Linked DNA regions of Zea mays: regions 1 and 3 are each linked to region 2. A link is a contact called in public Hi-C data. All regions are on one chromosome and are shown on one strand. The core of a region is the stretch at or near the end of the contact, and the rest is flanking DNA. Distances in the headings are between cores, read along the strand shown. Region 1 holds the start of LOC100283925. Region 2 holds the start of LOC100382483 (Polynucleotide adenylyltransferase family protein). Region 3 has its middle 31 kb from the start of LOC118476238.

Region 1 (3,895 bases), core at 31-2,530, 140 kb after region 2:
ACACAGGAGCCTCCTTGTTGGATCTCCAAATCATGCTTATTAAAGCGTCGCTTAAGCGACGTTTAAGCGTCGCTTAAACGCTAAAACGTGATTAGGGACTAAAACTTCAGCATGTTTTACGAAATAGGTGTTGAACGTCCGTTTTGGACGTTTAAGCGTCCTCTGAGCGTCTGAAACACGTTTTACGGCGTTTTGGACGTTTTACGGACGTTTTAGATGTAATGGGCCTTCCTGGGCCGTCCTCAAACCCTACACGTCCTCAGCCGCGCCAGCCGCCTAGCCGTCCTCAGCCTGCAGCCACTACAACGTCGCCCAGACTCCAGAGTCTAGAGCCGCCAGGACGCCAGGTACGCCGCTGGGCGCCGGCCCCCTCCTCCCTCTTCCCTCTGCAGTCTGCACAAACGCGACGCGGCGCAGACCGCAGAGAGCTCGCCAGCTCGGTCCCCTCCTGGCCTCCTCGCAAAGCCGCCAGCCTCCGCGCAGAGCGCACAAACCCAAGGCGGCACCGGCCCCCTCCTCCCTCTTGCGCAAGCCCCACTGTGCTGCTCTGCTCTCTGCGCAAGCCCCACTGCGCTGCTCTGCGCAAGCCACCAGTGCAAGCCGCCGCCCGCCAGTGCCCAGTGAATTTCTATTTGATGTGTTGATTTTGCTCACATTGAATCAGTCTCTATTTGCTGACAGTGAATTTCAATGGCAACAAATTGTGTGGTTGAACTTGATCTGTTTGTTTTTATGCTAATGTTATTTGGTTTGTGAACTCAACTTATGTAATATGTATGAACTTATTCTATATTTGAAATTCTATGTCAAGTCTGAAAAAACGTGTCAACGTTCGTTTAAACAATGAAAAAGTTAGTTCATAACGTTTTACCGCTTTAATAAGCATGCTCCAAATCTTCATCAAGAATGCGTGGCACAGATCAGGCTAGAACCGCGACCGGGTGAGATGAGATCCGTACCCTACACAGATGGACCGTGTCCAGGGGAACGAGGGGCAGAGGGAAGGGAGATGGAGGATGCGAGGAACGCACTCACTCTCTGCCTGCGAGAAGTCGGCGACGCGGAGCGCCCAGATGGCCAGATGTCGAAGAATCCAGACCAGACGGAGGCGAGGCCTAGCGCGGAGGGCGGCGGCTCCCGAGCGGATGGAGGCAGTGGAGGCGGACGTGCGCGGATGTAGGCAGCGGAGTCGGCGTGCGATGGAGGAGGCGGAGGCGGCGCGGCGAAGGCGGCGGACGGGCTCGAGTCTGTCACGGCCCGTGGCCGCCGGGACGTGAGCGCGCGGCCGCCGTTGACGGTGTCGAACGACAGCGATTCGGTGGAATTTTGTTCACAAAGAAATTTGGAATTATGCTATGAGAATTAGATTTCGTCACTTTACGATTATTTAGAGGGATTTCGAGCGTAGCCGCTATAATACCATTAATAATTATATCTATATATCTACTTCTCTATTATCTCTACTATAAAGCATCAGTTTCAACGATTGTCCCACATCATCTTTTTACAAATAACTCCTCACAGCAATTTCAAATTAACTCGTTGCACGTAAAACAATACAGGAGGTGTGGTTTGAACTCATGCCCTGATGGAAGAAGGACATAAAACATTAGGTGAATCTGTCTAACCAATAGAATATCATGCTCAAATGTTTTTAATATTGAATATAAATTGTATATATATGTATATACGTTTTTTTTAAATAAAAGAATATAATCTTGTCGGGTCGGGCCAGCACTACGGACCGAGGTTATAGCTCAAGCACGACACAACTTTTTGGCTCTTGTAAGCATTAGGTCGTTTCTGAGACCACATTGACGCAATGAACTCCATGGTGTTTGAGATTGCTGAATTGGATGAAGGAATAATGATTTGTCACACTAACAGTAAAATGAAATGTTATTTGTTAGTTTTAAATGTTAGTAATTGCTACGAAATAACATAATTTATATGGAGCACATCTGGTTTTTATTGATGTTTGACTTTAGCAATCACTTCATATTTTGATCTATCTTTTTTATAAGTTTGAGTTCATGTGACTTATTTTAGAAATTTGACCTCACGGATTTTCTCTTATTTGGTCTCTATATGGTGAAATTATGTCATTCTATAATCTCTGTTTGTTCAGTTAGTCGTTGTGAACTCTCTTCTAATCACTCACTTCATTGGTCGTGTTGTACCAAGACATATTGGATGGAGTAAACAATAATATCAGTTAGCCAAATCAAAAAAAAATATGGAGAGCGGAGATAATCAATAAAAAATCTTGAATTTTTTTGGTGGATAGTTTACGTTGGTATTGTTGTAAGTCGTCGCAACGCACGGGCAACCGACTAGTCATTAAAAAATGGTAACTTTAGATATATATATTATTGACTCATTAAAAGATTGTAACTTTAGATATATATTATTGACTCTGCATGTCGTTAACTCATGTGAACCACACATGTATGTGAGATAGTAATGGTATATATCTAAATTTATAACCTTTTAATGATACAGATCCAAATTTTTCCAATAATAAAATGAAAAAAGGATTAGATACAATTACGCGTCGAGCACTCAGTCATCATCGACAAACCATTCGAGTGTGCGCCAGCGTCGACCGGAGGGCAAGGGAAGGCGCAGGCGACGCGGCGTGCGTACACGATGCGAGTAGCCTCTCCTCTTGTCGCTAGATCGTTGTCGTCTCGCTTAGCTTGTGGAATGAAGGCGTCATCAAGGTCTGATGCGAACGCGACTACGGCTTTCGGTGGTGCTCCTCTCCTACTCCATGGTGCTCCTCTCCTACTCCCTCTTCTTTCTCGCTGGCATCTTCGACTCGCTCCTCTTCATCCAGGTACTGAGGTACGTGACGGTAAGCCCTACGCCACGTTCCGATTCGTAGCTTCCTTGTAGCGCCGCTCATGATCTAGGCAGTACAGCGGTGATCCGGAGGAGCCGAACATGTCGGCACCAAGGGAGCGGCTTCTAGAGGCGACATGGTCAGAGATGCCTTACAGCAAAGTCTAGCGAGGCTACGCCGCCCCAATTCCATCGTTGCTTGTTTCGTCAAACATCATGATCCCATACCAGGTGTATTCAATCCTTTTTTGTTTTATTAAATGGTGAAATGGCATTATAGTGGTTATGTCGTGTTTGATAATAGCATTCGGACGAAGCCTTTCAAAATAATGGCAAAGTGTCGAAACCCACTTCTCATAATGGTATAATTCTAAATTTCTCTTGTTCACGTTATTTCATTGCATATTGTAAGAGTTTGTATTACAACACTTTATGGCCCCGTTTGTTTCAGCTTTTCAACTTCTGGCCAAGATAAAATAGTGGGCAATGGAAAATAGTGACATCATTTTTTTCGAGGCCACAAGGCTATTGTGTGGCTATAGCGCAGTTATAGCAAATAGAGGATTTATAAAAAAACATACAAAATATGCATGATTTATGTAAAAAAATGTAGAAGTCAAGATATTTGACTAAGACCAATATTTTCTAAGGCTCTATGAGACTAGAGACAGTACACAATACATGATTCATGGAGTTCAAGTGTTAGATACTTCAATAACATAGTTAGGCACTAGATAGGTAATTGCACAATATGATAATTAATAGGTTTACTTAGTTCTAAATACTAGAGTAGTAAAGAATTTACCATCTCGCTAACATGATAACAACACAATACCATAATTTAATACATACCAAAAAAAACTTACTAGTGCAATCTATTGATCAAGCATAGAGTCATCTGAATAAGAAGAATGAACACTTGAGCACTATTGATCCATGTCAATATCATGTGCATCATCTTATTATGTATAAAGCAAGTTTAGGTTGTTATGTATAAAGCAAGTTTAGATTTATCTTCATTACAAAATTAATATCATTGAGCTTCCTCATC
Region 2 (3,722 bases), core at 808-3,307:
CAGTCACTTCGCCGCTCCACTGACCGACCTGACAAGAAGACAGCGCCGCCTGCGTCGCTCCGACTGCTGTGCCACTCGACAGAGTGAGGCTGACAGCAGCCAAGTCCGGCCTTGGGCGCCATAGGAAGCTCTGCCTCGTCCGACCCCAGGGCTCGGCCCTCGTCTCGGCCTCGGACGACGAACTCCGCCTCGCCCGACCCTAGGGCTCGGACTCAGCCTCGGCTCCGGAAGACGACGAACTCCGCCTCGCCCGACCCCAGGGCTCGGACTCAGCCTCGGCTCCAGAAGACGACGAACTCCGCCTCACCCGACCCCAGGGCTCGGACTCAGCCTTGGCCTCGGACGACGGTCTCCGCCTCGCCCGACCCAGGGCTCGGACTCAACCTCGACCTCGGAAGACAGACTCGACCTCGACCTCGGAGGAGCCTCCGCCTCGCCCGACCCAGGGCTCGGACCGACCACGTCACAGGGGGGACCATCATTACCCTACCCCTAGCTAGCTCAGGCTACGGGGAACAAGACCCGCGTCCCATCTGGCTCGCCCCGGTAAACAAATAATGATGGCGCCCCGCGTGCTCCATGACGACGACGGCTCTCAGCCCCTTACGGAAGCAAGGAGACGTCAGCAAGGACTCGACAGCCCCGACAGCTGTCCTTCAGCAAGGCTCCAGCGCTCCTCCGACGGCCACGACATCATATGAACAGGGTGCCAAAACCTCTCCGGCTGCCACGACGGCATGTACTTAGGGCTCTAGCTCCTCTCTGCTAGACACGTTAGCACACTGCTACATCCCCCATTGTACACCTAGGCCCTCTCCTTATGCCTATAAAAGTAAGGTCCAGGGCTCTCGTACGGAAAGGTTGGCCGCGCGGGAGATCGGGCCGACGCGTAAGTCCCTCGCTCTCTCTCACGCGGACGCTTGTAACCCCCTACTGCAAGCGCACCCGACCTGGGCGCAGGACAATACGAAGGCCGCAGGGTTCCCCTTTTGCCTGTCTCCTTTCCCCCCTTCGTGCTCCGTCTCGCGCCGACCCATCTGGGCTGGGACACGCGGCGACAATTTACTCGTCGGTCCAGGGACCCCCCGGGGTCGAAACGCCGACAGGTTGAGTCGTTGCAATAGTAGTAATCCGTCACTTTATAGATCCTGAGCCCCATGGACAACTTTATCTTCTCCGCACGTAATCCTAATGATACTTAGATTCTCTACACAGCCAGATTCTTCTCACAGCTAGATTCTCGGAAAAGCTGGTCAGAAAAAAGCTGAACCAAACAGACCCTTTGAGCTTCTTTCGCAGAAGTTTTCCACCTCCATTTGTAGCCATTGGATGAGGATATAAAGATCCATGCTGCCAGTTTGCAGGATTGCACACTGATATACTACTAGAGATCACACTTCTATGTTGGACTTAGGATCTTCTCGACATTGATCTGACAAATAAATTTGACAAGTGAAAAATGTTTTCTGCTGATGGAGCAAAAGAAGGCTTTATTCGGATTCATTGTTCCTTTATCTGGAAGTCCATCAAGTATGGATGTGTTACACATTGAGTATATGATTGGATTAATTTGATAAGCATTAATGCAATGCATAATCTAGGTGTAATAAGTCTCTAGTTCTATCATACACTGTCAGCCAAAATGCTGCAGGTGTGTTGCATGTAAATTCAGTGGCACCTCAATGTTAAGAACGAGAGAAGCATTCGGCTGAACTAGGACTCTGTTCGGCATTAATTATGATGTTTTATTAAAAAATAATCATATATTATTATTTATGCAGCAATGCAAAGTAAACATTTTTCTGATTAATTAACTAGATTCCATAGCTCAGTATATCAAAAATTCAAAATAGAACCACTTTTATCAACAATGGCCCATCAATCAAAAGCCCACTACCATATATGGGTAGATTCATGGTACGAACTCTAAAACCCTACGGCCCATGGGCCACAAAGAAGCCCACCGATAGAGGCAACGAATGGAACGAAGAGGATCTGGCATAATGGGCATATTCGCCGCCGTCAGCCTATCCACCCTCCTCCGCCGCTCGCCTGCCCGCTGCTGCGCTTCACCCCGCTCTCGCCTCCCGCCGCCGCGCCGTCCCGGTCGCGATGGCCCTGCGCTCCCCGGATCTGCGGTGGCTCGGATCGCTCACGAGGCCCGGCCGCCTTGCACCATCCCCACTCGCCGCGCTCGCCTCCCCACGGCGCCGCCGCCGCGCACCGTCCCCTTCGCCCTCGCCCTCCGACTCCTCCACCCCATCTACCGCCCCTACATCCGACAGTAAGTCTCCCCTCCGTTCTTGCTGTTGGTCCAGTGGTGACGTGACGGCGAAATGCTAGCCCCAAGGGTTTTGCTTTTCTTTACCTGGTGGGCGCTGAGCATTCTCTGCAGGTGGGCCGGGAGCGGAGGGGATGGAGGGGCTGGAGTGGAAGAAGATCAGTGCCAAGAGGTTCGGGATCAAGGAGTCCATGATCCCCCCCGAGGCCTGGAACGTACTACACCGCCTCCGCAGCAGAGGTGCGTCCTCCACCCCAATGTCCCTGCTAGTGTTTGCTTTGTTGTCCTGCCAAATCCTGAAATGCCACTGCTGAGGTTGGATTTCAGTCCGGTGTCCTGCGACTGAACTAGTGGATCGAGTACTTAGTTACAGGTCAAATGTCAGAACAAATGCAGACAGGATTTAATACTCAACTCAGCCTCATATAAAGCAAATATAATAGTTGCATTTTACTTAATTAGAATTGAAACTATCTTTTATCTATACTGCAACAGAATCCATCTATTTTTTATTTGAATAAATTTGAGTAGTTTGGATAAAATCATATTTCAGAATGAAAGATGTAAGGCATACTTTGTTTTGTGAAGATATAAATGTGACTAGAGGAGAAACGGTTAATTGGATATGAAAAATGCAAAACCATATTTGTATCCTGTTCGGTACTAGTAGTCGATTAATATAGCTAATCAGATATGAATGTGATTTCAATTCCATTGTACTTTTCTCCATCTGTTAATTAGGTGCTTGAGTATCCTTTGTTGTTGCTAGGGGTGGTAATGGATCACGATCCAAATGTTTCTTCACGATTCGTTCGAGCCCTTAATTAATTTTAGCTCAAAAATAAATAGAAATACAGCCTGATCCAAATACGATCTGATCCTTAAATTTTATAGCGTAAAATTTAGATCCCATTACCACCCAGTTGTTGCTGGTTCATTGCATTACTTGCTTGGTTGATATGTTTCACTTTTTTTGGCAGGATATGATGTGTACCTTGTTGGTGGTTGTGTTCGAGATCTCATAATGAAAAAGACGCCAAAGGATTTCGACATAATAACAACAGCTGATCTTAGGCAGGTTATAACTCAAATTAACAATGATGTGATCATGATGTAGCGGTATTACTGGAATGAAGGTCTACTCAAGTTTTGAGGCATCATGTGATGGAGCTATTCTTTCACTGAAACGCGTAGATATTTTAAGTTTGCTGTCATAGTTTTGCAAATAGCAGGTACTACTTTGTTGCTAAAGAACTATGACGTGACTAATTTGCTGGTTATAACTGACAGAGTTACTTTCAATGTATTGGGTGTAAAATTTCAGTTTTTAAATCTACTATATTAAAGCACCAATTTCAAGGGTCGTCCTGAGTCACCCTTCCCGTTTAATGCAAAAATAAAGTAAAATTATGCATAAATGGGGGTTTGAACCTTGGTTGTT
Region 3 (3,721 bases), core at 136-2,635, 220 kb before region 2:
CGTTGATATATCCTTACATACAGTGGGGGTGTTTGGTCAACGCTCGTGCATATACAAATATTATTGCACTACCTAGCTAGCTTAGTGTATTTTTTGAAGAATAGCTAGCTTAGTGTATAGTCAACGTGCAATTGATGGATGGACAGCACGTATGTGTAAAACACATCGATCCTCCAGAGTGGGTAATCATAGTACGTAGTACAACTCAGAGACGCATATATATCCTACTCTGCTACGATGGATTATCCAGGGAACACCAGCAGGAACTTTTTTGTGGGCCATAATTTCAGCTAGCACCGGCCGGTACATAGCATTTAGTCCTTGTTCATGGCACTACCACAAGCTAGCTTCTTCTTCATCCTTTGACAAGTCACTTCTTATTCCCATGGGGAAATAGTAGATATCTAGAATAATATACGTACCCTGCGCTCGATCTTGTAGTTTACTCGTTTGCCACTTTATATGTGAACAGCTTTTCTACCATCGTTGTCGAGGAACATATATATAGCTACCGATAGCTTAGAGTCGAGTCGTCCATTATCTATTTATCCTCTATTTCCTTTTTATCTTTTTATACCAAGAATGAAACATCCAGCTTCGAATTTTTTTTCCCTCGAAGGCGCTATATATTTTAGAGCCACCTCATTAGCTGAAAGCCATTTTAGAGCATCTCCAACGAAAGGTCCTATATTTGAGTCCTCGGAATTAAAATAGGACCTAATAATTTAAAGTATTTAGGGTCCCAAAAATGTTTGCAGCTCTAACAGTTGAGCCCTATATCATAATTATTAGGAAATAGATCAATGTTATTTAGGAAATATATTGTTAGAAATAGTGTGCAAAATAAGAATATGGCTTCAGTATATAGGTTACTATATCATATTATCTAAACCAGCTAGCTCCTTAATCTATTTATATGGCGTCGTGTGTCTGGGATGCAACCAACGGTTGAGATAGCTCCGATCAAGGACACAGATAGACGTATGGTTACGATTAACTCTATCCAAATTCATATTAACCGGCTCGTGTAGATGATATGCTCGTCTGGCGTGCGTCCGCCCGAAAGGAGCGAAAACGCACGGACGATCCTTCCTACGCCCGCCTTTTTTTTTCTTTGTGGCAAGCTAAACTTATTTGTTTTTCGTAATGAAATGTGCAGCCGGGGGAGGAAAGTAGGCGAAAACGCTGTTTGTGTAAACTACAGTACTCAACGGAAACGGGGGGCTTTTGCAACGGTGTGTAAAAATGTAGATGCAATGGCGTGGGCCGGGTCAGCACCAGCCGATGAAAGGGGTAAAGGGCCCCAGCGCGGCCGACCGACGAAGGCCGAAGCCCATGCATGCATCCATCCATCCATCCACGACGACCACACTCAGTGCAGTGCAGAGATCAGGGAGGATGGTGGGGCCACGCCCGGCTGCGCTGCACTGGGGGCAGAGAGCCAGAGAGGGTGGGGGTGGGGGGGCAGACCTGTGACTCTGCGCGTGGTGAGTGCTGCAGGCTGCATCAGCATAGTATTTACTACATTCCCTTTGTTTTCTTGCTGAGGTACCCCTTGAATCCCGGCGCAGATCAGCCCCTGGGTCTGTCTGCCGCTTGCGTTTGCGACGACGCACTTATTAACAATCTACTCCAATTAATTTCCATCGTACCGTACCGTACGTTGATGGGCTCATGCATGCAGAGATCATCGATGACCAACGCGTACGTACGTACGTGATGGATGTGCGTATACACCTGCAGGCCACTACCACTAGAGTAGAGCTGAAGTTACATGTGCCGTACGTACGTACGTATACATGCAAGTCCGTACGTAGTATATATATATATTCTGATGATATAGATTAGTTTAGTTTAGACTGCTGACGACGATGGAGGGATCGATAGGTTTTCCGATCCACGCACTTGGTTAGTTTAGTGGTGTCACCCATGCCATGCAACGCAACGCAATTAACAACCACCCCACGCGCACCTCTGCTCATGACATGACACACTCGCCTTAGTTTATTTTAAAGGAGGTATATAACCTCTGCTTTTTAAGGAAAGCAGCGCTACTGGAGTAGTACCCTTCTTAAACAAGGTTCGCTGGAAGACCCGACGACGTACGTACGTACGTGTCGCGGGGCGCATGCAGAGGCGCGGCAGGGCAGCATGCATGCGTTGCATTGCATGTGTTTAAAATTTTGCGGATGCCTTGGCATGGGTCGACGTACACTGACATGGAGTAGTAAAGCAGGTTTGTCCGCTCCATGCATATGCATGCATGCGTGCAATTAACGGGCCTTTTGTCGCCACACCTAAGTACGTACGGACGCTAGCTAGGTAGCTAGCTCAAACATCCATCTCATGAATATGCATATTCATGAGGTGGTGTACATGCACACACCACCTCGCCCCGCCTGTTTAATTAGTGTGTATAGTATGCTTTTAATTTGTGAGTGCATGCATCAGCATGTCGAGGCGATCAGAATGCATGCATGAAGCAGAAGCGAGGCAGTGTGTAGTCTACTCTTAATTACCTCCAGTCGTCAGTCGCACGTCCTTTTGAGAGGCCGGTTCATTCGATCGAGAGCTGCCTTTTTAAACTACATCCATACATGCATATGCATGAAAGTTAGTGACCATTGTATATAGTAGTAGGCAGTAGTAATATATACTATTCCTAAGTCGGTAACGGAAACAGAAAAGTGTCATGCATGTACTCGTGGCCATTTTTATTATATACTAGCTACTACGTACGTACGTACGCATATGGCCTGGACTTGGAGGGACAGGAGGAATATGTTTGCCAAGAGGCTAGCTGCTATAGCTCTCCGGCCGGATTCCAAAGCGGCCACCGTCTCCGTACGGGCCGGGCCGGCCGAGGCCTTTTTGCTTAAAAGTGGCATTAGTTGTGCAGACCTGACCAGGCGGACACGATGATTACCGGCGGTGATGCATGCATGCAGGTTTGAGCTACAAGCAAAGGCTCTACTAGTGTACTATATAGTAGTAGTATTACAGACAGAATGCTTATTATTTATATATGAGATGCATGCAGATGGGTGATGGCCACATGTGGATGTGGATACATAGGAGGAGGAGTAGATGGGTGCATGCTGCAGAGACGGACAGACAGACAGACAGACAGGAGGAGGAGTAATGAGGGAAAGGGTCCACGCGTCAGGGAATATTTGGGGGCGGGGCCAGCGGCATTCACGCAGCCATGCATGCATGCATGCAAAGCTTAAGCTTTCTCTGATGCGTCGTGCTCCGGCCCGGCCGCCCTTGCACCCTACTGCCTACTATATGCATGCAGAATTGCAGATGCGTAGGCGCTCGTCTGAAGGAGTGTTTCTGTGTCACTGCTATAGCTGCTGCTGGCATCTCTCAGCATCAGTAGAGCGTACTGCGTGAGTATATTATTTAGTGGCAAGTGACAAGAGTTGTGTACTGCATGCATGCATGCAAGCAAGCAAGCAAACACGCCAGAGGCCGGGGACGATGAAGAGTGATAATTAATAACACAAAGTGCGCGGCCTAGCTGGCTCAGCTGCTGGACGCTGCCACCAGGGTTTTTATTTATTTATTTATTAAGGACGCGGGGCCGGCCGGCCGTGTATGCTTTTCATGGGAATGTGCGGCCTTTTCTGTGCATGGTGAAGGGCATGAGTATGGACATAATAGAGCTTTCTATACATGCCTTTGTTGCTGCATATATATATTAACCTCGCTGCTGCTT

The links. Hi-C and Micro-C count contacts between places; a contact is called where the count stands out from the background.
Region 1: a contact with region 2 is called in a Hi-C map of root tip, with 2.9 times the contacts expected there. The contact joins the promoter of LOC100283925 here to the promoter of LOC100382483 in region 2. A contact is called at or near these places in 8 of 25 Hi-C or Micro-C datasets (bundle sheath, ear, endosperm and 4 more).
Region 3: a contact with region 2 is called in a Hi-C map of tassel, with 4 times the contacts expected there. The contact joins the enhancer-like site here to the promoter of LOC100382483 in region 2. A contact is called at or near these places in 4 of 25 Hi-C or Micro-C datasets (ear, leaf, root tip and 1 more).

What each region holds. Positions count from the first base shown.
Region 1 is chr2:67,018,300-67,022,194 of Zm-B73-REFERENCE-NAM-5.0, forward strand. LOC100283925 reads right to left here and starts at 1,281. Exons shown (of 5, transcript NM_001156823.2): 1 at 1,032-1,281.
Region 2 is chr2:66,874,219-66,877,940 of Zm-B73-REFERENCE-NAM-5.0, forward strand. It overlaps LOC100382483 (Polynucleotide adenylyltransferase family protein), which reads left to right and starts at 2,058. Exons shown (of 13, transcript NM_001175222.1): 1 at 2,058-2,284; 2 at 2,396-2,521; 3 at 3,262-3,359. The coding sequence starts at 2,113.
Region 3 is chr2:66,658,821-66,662,541 of Zm-B73-REFERENCE-NAM-5.0, forward strand. No RefSeq gene overlaps it. Among protein-coding and RNA genes, the nearest start is that of LOC118476238, 31 kb to the right of the region's middle. Within about 2 kb of position 1,386, at least 16 of the 20 cell types and tissues checked have an H3K27ac peak or open chromatin away from gene starts, as enhancers often do. A contact at or near this core is called in ear and tassel, where this site is marked.